Linked DNA regions of Mus musculus: region 1 is linked to region 2. A link is a contact called in public HiChIP or PLAC-seq data. All regions are on one chromosome and are shown on one strand. The core of a region is the stretch at or near the end of the contact, and the rest is flanking DNA. Distances in the headings are between cores, read along the strand shown. Region 1 has its middle 27 kb from the start of Gja5. Region 2 has its middle 12 kb from the start of Gja8.

What was found. HiChIP or PLAC-seq counts read pairs in DNA pulled down with a chosen protein or histone mark.
Region 1: a contact with region 2 is called in a BATF HiChIP or PLAC-seq map of CD8 T cells, with 7 read pairs. The contact joins two enhancer-like sites. A contact is called at or near these places in 2 of 39 promoter capture datasets (HPC-7-derived erythroid cells and liver), 1 of 15 datasets of contacts at CTCF or cohesin (CD8 T cells), 4 of 484 Hi-C or Micro-C datasets (Th1 cells, bone marrow-derived dendritic cells, liver and 1 more), 3 of 115 datasets of contacts at active chromatin or transcription factors (CD8 T cells, acute myeloid leukemia and embryonic stem cells) and 1 of 9 other capture datasets (liver).

What each region holds. Positions count from the first base shown.
Region 1 is chr3:97,003,344-97,007,969 of GRCm38.p6, reverse strand. No RefSeq gene overlaps it. Among named protein-coding and RNA genes, the nearest start is that of Gja5, 27 kb to the left of the region's middle. Within about 2 kb of position 3,354, at least 20 of the 459 cell types and tissues checked have an H3K27ac peak or open chromatin away from gene starts, as enhancers often do. A contact at or near this core is called in CD8 T cells, where this site is marked.
Region 2 is chr3:96,936,207-96,940,742 of GRCm38.p6, reverse strand. No RefSeq gene overlaps it. Among named protein-coding and RNA genes, the nearest start is that of Gja8, 12 kb to the right of the region's middle. Within about 2 kb of position 1,857, at least 39 of the 459 cell types and tissues checked have an H3K27ac peak or open chromatin away from gene starts, as enhancers often do. A contact at or near this core is called in CD8 T cells, where this site is marked.

The DNA.
Region 1 (4,626 bases), core at 2,105-4,604, 66 kb before region 2:
GGCCTAAGCATTTCTAAAGTCATAGGATGACTAAGGTCTGGAGCCTGGGCCTTACACTCTCCTCTTAACTCCACTTCTCTTTGCAACCTATTTGGGTTCCTTCTTTGGTTGGAATTTCCTCAAAACTTTGGGTGGAGAATTCTTTCTGCCAGCCTTGGCCCTTTAACTGGCTTTCCCAGGGGCCCCTGGCCATTCTAAGGGACTCTGAGACAGCACTTCTATGTGTTTTCTTGTGTATACCAAATGTCTTCCCACAACTGTGTGTCACTAGACAAGGCCTCCTTCCATTCCCCATCCAAAGACACAGCATAGACAAGATCTACCACCAACAGTGGGTGGATCCAAGATGGAGTCAGGGTTGGTAAGAACACAAGCACACATCTGTGGCAATCACAGTTACCTAGATACCACCTAGCCCTGGCCACTCTCCTCTGCTCAGCCTCCCAAGAAGGTCAGAAATCCCTTGGTCTCCATCATAGAGTACAAAAGTCCCAGCCTGCCCAACACTTCCCGGAGGTTGCTAGGTTCTAAGAGGTCCTTGTCACAGAGGAGACAGGGTGTGACAAATGCAGCCCCTCTGAGTAATCACAAGCCAGGAATAAATAAACACAGACACCCCACCTGCCACACCACACGCATGGAGACTGGAGTAACTTGTACACAACCTATAAACTGCCCAGGGAATATTTTTAAATCCTGGTATTTCTGCCCTTGAGTCACTCTGGGCACTTTGCTCATCAGCATGCCTGATGTCTGAGAATGGCAACTTTCCAAAGAGACTCATGTATCAGGGTCATAAAGGCCACATACTCTGCACATTTCCCCAGAAACCGAACTGGTGCCACAAAGCCCCAGGGGACTGCTCAGTCGTATGGGTTTAGGGCTCTGGGTAGACCATTCTTTGCCATATTGGGGCATGGGATTTCTCTCCAACTCCATAGGGGGATTGCATATACCCTGAAATATGAAGAGCATAGCCTGGCTATTTGATCCATGCTCCAAAAGTACAGGTGTTATTCTTATCTGCGTGGACTCATTGGATGCATATTTATATCTCAATTCCTAGGAAATTATCATGCTCAGTGTAGACATGACATATGAAGACACATGGGATTAAAAGCTGTTTGTAGCATGTACCGTAGTTTTAAAATATATGCTTTTTTTTTTTTTTTTTTTTGTACCAAAGATGCTACTTGGAAGCACATTTTGTAACAACTATGGTACTAAAGAAGTTTAACCACAGTTAGTGAAATGCAATCTATCCTTCAAAAAGACTATGGAGAAGGCTGGGGAAGTGGCTTTAGTGGTTAAGTTCATGTACTGCTCTTCCAGAGGGCCCAAGTTCTGATCCCAGAATCCATGTCAGATGGCTCACAACCATCTGTGACTCCAGCTCTAGGAAGTCTGATAACTCCACAGACACTGCTCACATGTGGCATGTACTCACACAGATAAGTACACATACATAAAATAAATCTTAAAAGAAATCTATAGTAGAGGCAGACAGTCTGCCCTATTACATTTGGATGCAGAGAAAAAGGCATTAAAGGAACTAGTATAAAGTTTTATTGACACCAGAATAGAGTGGCCATGCATAGACGAGGAACCACAGGGGTGTCTGGCTTCATAGAAGAGCTAATGACTCAGAGCACACACAGTAGGGAGCAGGAAGGAAACTAGACACAAAGGGATTCCTAGAAATATGGTGACTTTGCTCGAATGTCCTCAAATTGTTCTCTATTTTTTGCTACTATAACAACATACCTCAAGCTGCATAATGTACAAAGAAAAGGAGTTCATTGAGCTCATGATCCTGAAAGCTGAAATTCCAAACAGTGTGGTACAGTCTCTGGCTAAGCCCCTTGTGGCTACATCACCCTGGTAGATGATTTATTGAAAGGCCACATAACAGATCAGTTCACAAAACAGGAAACCAGAGAGCAATTCAAGGCTAGGACCTGGGGGCAGCGAAATGACTCAACAGGTAAAACACTTCCACCAGACTTGACAACCTGAGTTTCATCCCAGGACCCACATGGTGTGAGGAGAGTATTGACTACCTCAGGCTGACCTCTGACCTCCACACATACACTGTGGCACATGTGCATCCCTCCCAACACACACACACACACACACACACACACACACACACACATACACACAAATATAATTTAAGAACAAAAGATTGGGCTTGCTCCCATATAGCAACTCATTCCCTTGAAAGCTAGCTCAGGCCCCACAGAAATTCCTTAATTCCTTCTGAGATCTGTTTCCAAAAGATATACTTATTTTTAGTTTATATGTACAGGTGTTTTGCCTGCAAGTATGTCTGTGCACTACATGCTTACAGAGGCCAGAAGAAGATGCTGGATGCCTTAAGACTGGAGTTACAGATGGTTGTGAACCATCATGTGGGTACTAGGAGTTGAACCTGGACCCTCTGCAAGAGCATCCAGTGTTCTTAACCACTGAGCTATCTCTTTAACCATCCCTTTTCCAATTGAACTCTTGACTCTAAATGATCTAAGGACCTCCTACAGTGGAGAACAAGTTCCCAACACACAAGCCATGGTGAGGAGAGATGAGAGATGAGGCAAGGGACAGCAGGAGAGCTGAGTTAGGGACCCATATGCAGTGAGGGTCAAGGAGCCATATATGGTGTTTCGTTGCTTGCCATCTCGAGCAGTTATTCCCCAAGTTAAGTAGGCACTGCCTGCTTCTCTGAACATGTGGTCTGAAATGTCTCCTGGCTCTCTCCCTTCCCTCTCAACTTCTCTTACACAGAGTTCTGGAATTGCTGCCCTGCTGGGGAGTTTCTTCCAGTGTGTGATGGAGTCATACGGTTACTATGTGGGTACTGGGAATTGAACCTGGGTTCTCTGCAAGAGCAGCCAGTGCTCTTAACCACTAACAAGTAGACCTCTTAGTGGGGCAGGCACAGAACTAAACTAGGAAGTCCTCAACAAACAAACTAGTAGTGAGAGATTTCAGAAACCAAAACCTTTGGGCTATTGCTGACTCCTAGGTGACCTAACGACAGTTAGGAAAGGGTTTCTGTCTGTTTTCCCAGATGCTTTATCCCCACGTGTCAGAAGACTATCACAGTGCTTGCCTACTGTTTTAAGGACACTCTGCTGCTGTCTACCTGAAACTCTTCACAAGAATACAGTCGGAGAATGCTGAATACAGCTACAACCCCCCTGAGGTGAGCTGTGCACGTTGTGCAACCCATACAACCCACACGATGACTCAAGGCTCCTGGCCTTTCTTTATAATGAGGCTGCTGCCCTGTGTGGCAATGCAGCCCTCAGGAAACCAAAGCAGGAAAATCACAAGTTCAAAGCAGCCAAGGGTACAAAGTGAAACCCTGTCTCAAAAACAACTTAAGAAGAATTGCTAGTCTGAGGTCCAGGGTGTGAAGGTAGGAGTCCTACCAGCTGGTTGGTCCCATAAAAAGAAAAACCAAACAAAACCTGGGCAACAAGATAGCTCTGTGGGTTGGGCCACTTGCCTGTTGAGCCTACAGACCTGAATTCCATCCCCAGGAACCCACATGGTGGAAGGATTGAACATCCACAACTCCTGCAAGTTGTCCTCTGACCCCCACCCACATGTTGTAGGTGGCAAGTGCACACACACACCTAATTAATTAGCTAATTAATTAAATGTAAAACTAACCAAAGAAAAAAGGCAACCAGCCCAGAAGTTTCTGCTTCTTGACCTCACCAGGTGCTGAAGGCAGACTGAGGCTGGGGTGTCAAGGTTTCTACTTCCTGACACCCTCACCTCGTAGCACGCCCATGCAGGCTGTCTGGTACCTTTAGAACACAATCTGGCCACCTTCATTTTTCGCTGTGATGTCACCTTCTCTGTGAGACACCCTTAACCACCTTGCTTAAAACCACAAAGGCCAACAGGGCCTGGCAACCTCCTCCTGCACACACCTTTGAGCACACTCCATCGATATTTAGCTCATTATGTTTAGCATTTGTCTCTCACCACTAGATTGCAGGCTCATGTGACTGAAAATTAAGTAGTCTTGGTTTACTGCTAGATCTCCAGCCCTAAGAGCAGCGGCTGGTAAATGCTAAGAACTCAGAGATTGGCTAAATGAATTAATCATCTTCCTCTTGGCCACCACCTTTCCAGTCCTCTCAGCTCTGTTGCTTTTGGAAGCTCTTTTTTCTTCTGAATCACACTTTGATTTGCCTAAGATGTTGAACCACCCTGTTCCTCCATCAGCACCACTTCCCCTGGAGTAAGATGTGAACGCTGATTATGCTTGCCCTGGAGTCAGACAGTACCTTACCTTCAACCCCATTATCAGTACCTTTTCGTGAGCTGGTTGATAAGATTTCCATAAGGATTGGCGAGTACCTATCACAGTTCTTCACTCTACAGGAAAGAGGGTGAAGCTCAAAAGCACTAAAGGAACATGCCAAGGTCTCACAGGCAGAAAGCTCAGGAGTCAGGATTCAGACGCTGAACCATCTAAGCTCAGAGCCTACAGTCAGCTGCCAAATAGTGTAGCTGTTCTCAACGGGTGTTGCCCCTGAAGAGTTACTGCGATTGCTTCACAGTAGAAATTCACAGCCAACATTCGCCAAGCAGGTTTGTGTGTGTGTG
Region 2 (4,536 bases), core at 608-3,107:
TTCTTAACGACTGCTCTGTCTTCCCAGCCCCTGGTTTAAATGAGATGCTTCGGATTGAACCCCAAGCCCTGTGCAGGCTAAGCACGGTCTTTACTCCCAAGCTCTCTCTCCAGACCCTAAATTATATTTTATACAGAAAGGAACTAAGCCGCATGAACCCCGTCAGCTTTCCTGAGATCCTATAGCAAGAATGGTAAAGTGCAGAGGTGAAACACCTGGCTTTGCATTATCCTCACTGCATTTTTTAAAAGTTTTTCTGGGGCCGGAGAGATGGCACAGCAGTTGGGAGCGCTCGCTCCTTTTGCAGAGGACTCAGGTTTGGCTCCCAGCACCCATGTGATGCCTTCACAACCATCTCTAGCTCCAGCTCCCAGGGACCCCCCCCCCTCTTCTGACCTCCACAGACACCAGGGATGCACTTGGTGCACTATACGTGCAGGCAAAACACTTGTACATGAAATAATTTTTAATTATAAATACTTGGGGTGGGTGAATTCGTTCACATGCCCACATACATGTGAGGTACACATGAGCGTAGGCATGTGCGTGATACAATACTCACATGGAAGTCAGAGAAGGCCAGTTCAGGCATCAGTCCTCAGCTTCCACACTGTGGAAGTGCTGCCTACACTGTGTTGGCTCCTTTTCAAACTTCCAAGGATTCTGTTCCCACCTCCCATCTTGACTCCGGAGCACTGTAATTACAGACTTCTATGTCCAACTTTACATCTCTACCCTTACAAAGTGAGCTCTTTACCCACTAAGCCATCTCCCCGGCCCCTACCCTCACTGTATGCTGGCTAAGTGTCTGTCACCAAGTAAAAGCCAGTCTGTGGGCCAAGTTCTTTACATAGATTATTTCATTAAGTCCCCATAACAGTCATTCCCCACCTCAAATGTCAAAAAACTAAGATTTAGAAGAATTAGCCAAATTCCCTGTAGATAGAAAGTGGGCTCTGAGATTGCCGACAGAGCCCAGAAATACAGAAAATACTAAGGCACGGTGATAAGCCACGACTGCAGTCTCCCTAGAAGACTCTAATCTGGAGGATATGAAAATACAGCTGCGGGCCTAGGACAGAAGTTCCCCGGTACTTTCCACTCTTCTGGACTTTACAATAGGCCAAGGGAAGAATGGAGCCTTGCCCAAGAACTTGAAGTCTCTGTTGGTTCAGCTATCCAGCTAGCAGCAGAGGAGACTTCCTCCCTACTGCCTCCCTTAGCATTAGAACCCACAGTAGCAGGGACTTCCTGCAAGCAGGTCTGTCTGGGATTTGCAGGCTTGGGACTCAAATTCACACAATCTCAGGTGTAACTCTTAGAATCGATTCTGAACAATGCTAACTTACACCCACTACGTTTCCTTCTGCTCTTATCACCCCTGGTTCAGGCAGGGGCACAGCAGGGCTCTGCAGGCCCAGCAGAAATGCAAGCAGGTCTGGGAGGGGTAAAGGGAAGGAATGTAGTAGAGAAGCGTATTTGGATTTGGTCATTTGGGACTGAGACCAACAGATGGTAGGACAAAGATCACGGTTATGAGAGGGGCTTTTGAGGGAGGAGGAGGAGGGAAAAGGAGGAGGGAGAGGAGGAGGAAGATGACGACGACGACAACCACCACCACCACTACCAACAACAGCAACAACCATCCCTGAGGGTCACCTAACCCCACCAGGATAGTGAGAAGGACATTAGAAGACCAGAATAATTGTGGCCACCGAATAAAAAGTTACACACGCACACCCCATCTTCCTGCCTGCCGTTCCCTGTCCCTTCATTTCCACGCCCATTATTCTGGTGTGACAGAGTTCCCCTGATGCTCTCAGGCTCTAAAGCCGGAACAGCAGCACCCCCTCGTGGTCAAGGCTCACCAATGGTCCAGGCTGATTCTTTGCTCGATTACCCAGGCAGGAGGTAATGGCATGCTGAAATGAGTTCCTTAGATTTCTGGCTGTTCAATGGCTTCTGTAAATGGCACCGCCTCACTCCCGCTACCTTTTCAGCCCGTTTTACCCACAGATAAGATATATAACTACCTACAATGCTCCAATGTGACCTGTTGGATCTTTTTTTTTAAGATAGATTTATTTTTATGTTATGTGTGTGAGTGCTTCACCTGCATGTCAGGGCACTGGGGGCATACCCGAGGCTTATGGAGGCCAGAAGATAGCACTGAATCCCCTGTAACTAGAGTTGCAGATGGCTGCAACCATGTGGGACTAGGAACCCAGCCCAGGTCATCTGCAAGAGCAGCCAGTGCCCTTAAGAGCTGACCTCTCTCCAGCCCATGCAATGCATTTTGATGATAGATTGTCCTTGGGGAGGGCAGATTTTTTTTTTCATGATTTAATAAATCAGTAGCTCTGGGCTGAAGAGGAAAAGAAAACTCTATCTTTGCTCCCATTTGGGGCCATTCTGCCATGTTGAAGCAGGCTGGTTTTCATTCATTTTAAACCCAAATCAATCAATCAATCAATCAATCAACCTCTTAAATCAGGCAACATCACATGTGCACCTCTAATGAATAATTAATTTGGCAGAAGAGAGAAAAATCACACCCAGCCATTGGGTGGATAGAGGAGTTGGGGAGTAAACCGTGCTGACCATGTAATGGTCCAGGCTTTCTCAAGAGGTGAAGGAAGCTCCAATGGTCAAACCGGGGCTAATATCCACCAAGCTCTCCCTGTGTCTGTGCAGACACATTGTCGTAGTCATTGTGTCTGGACTCCAGCAAGTTCGCCCTCCCCACAGGTGCTCCCCTGCCTCTGTTAAGAGAAAGTCAGAAGCAGGTGGATCTGGGAGGATGGTGTGGCACAGACACAGCCCTGTCATCTGAGGGCAGGGCCTGAAGTCTAGACCTATCCTGGCCACAGGCAGGGAGTGAGCCGGGCAAAAGGGAGCTAGGAGCCAGCCCGTTTCCATAGATACCGATTTCACTTGCATTTTATGACAGCTGTGCTAGGCTGCCTGGAGAGGCATTGTTTAGACGCCTGGGGGACTGGCTTGGAAGGAAAATGCAGTAAGAGCGATTTCTCATAAAGCCTGGTGCTTTCCCTCACTAAGGGGCAGCCCTGGTAGGACCATTCCCTTTAGGTATGTGAGCAGCTAGAAATGTCAACCTCAGACACCATGAAGGTCATCCAAAATGACCCTTAGAAGCAAGCCATTGTCAGGACCACTCAACCCTGAGCCCAGTGTGAGAGTCTCCCTGGGACTTATGTGAAGAATCTCACCCTGGTCTTCTGCGGGACCTAGAAGAAAACCTGGGAAAACTTCCCCTGTGCCCCAGTTGAAGCCAATGACTGACTCCTGAGAACCTGCAGTGCTATGTCTTGCTTTTCCATCTCCACTCCTACATCTCACCTACCCAGAAGGCCTGTCTCTGCTCACACTCAGCTTCTTACCGCACACATCACCAGGTTCTCTCCTTTGCTAGGGCTTCATAAACTAGATTGAGCAAGATGGATCTCCTGTGCTCAGCAATCTCAGACACTGGTGGGAGAGACAGACACATAAATGAACCATCGAGAACAAGAGAACAGTAGGGTCAGAGGAGACTTTCAAGAGAAACTAAAGCTTCAATGAGGCCTCAAGACATGAGTCAGGGTTCAATGTAGAGGCATTGCATAGGCAGAAGCTTGGCAGTAAGAAGGAGGGTAATGGGAATCGGGACCCCAACGGGTCGCAGATGCTGAGAGTTGAGTACAAAGACATCAGTGGCAAGAGATGGGCAGGAGTAAGAGATGAGCAACACCCCCCCCATGCACCATGCTACAGACCCAAGCTGCCCCTGACCCCCCACGCTGCCCCCTCCTCCTCTCCTCTCCCTCCTCCTCCCTCTCCTCTTCCTCCTCTTCCTCCTCCTCTTCTTCCTCCTCTTCCTCCTCCTGCCCTTCCAGGTGCCTTGCAGCAGGTCCATGAGTGACTCATTGATAGCAAGCCACAGAGAGGTTTAAGTACAGGAAGGACATGACTAGGTTTGTGTTTCAAAAAGACTGTTTTGATTTCCAGACCCAACCTCCACTCATTCCCCAGCACAGTTTACTTAGCCTGAGACAAGTTCTGACCACAATAAAGTTTACATCAAAAAGTTAAAACTCTACAGGAAGTATAGGAGCACTTTCGTGTCATATGTGAGACCCTGAGTTGATCCCCAACACCACACCAGAAAAAAACCAACACATACAAACAAACAAACAAACAAACAAACAAAAAGTAAGAAAAAGGCAAGTTCTTTGGAACTGTGAAACTTACTTCATGCAGAGACCGACTTCAGAGTCGTTTATCCTCTGGCTGTGTTGATGGTGCCATCTAGTGGTAGAACTGTATGTAGATCGCCCTCAAGCTTGCTTCTGAAGAATTGTCTTAACAGCTTGTATTATTATCTTATTAAATCCCCCCAAACATCTCAATGATGGAATGTGTCACTATTATTTCCATATTAGAGGCTAAGATTCCAAGGAATGGTAACTTTACGTGGAGCCTCCGGGGGCTTAGGGACTGCAGTTGGGGACTCCCTCTTGTTTGCCGTTATTCCCT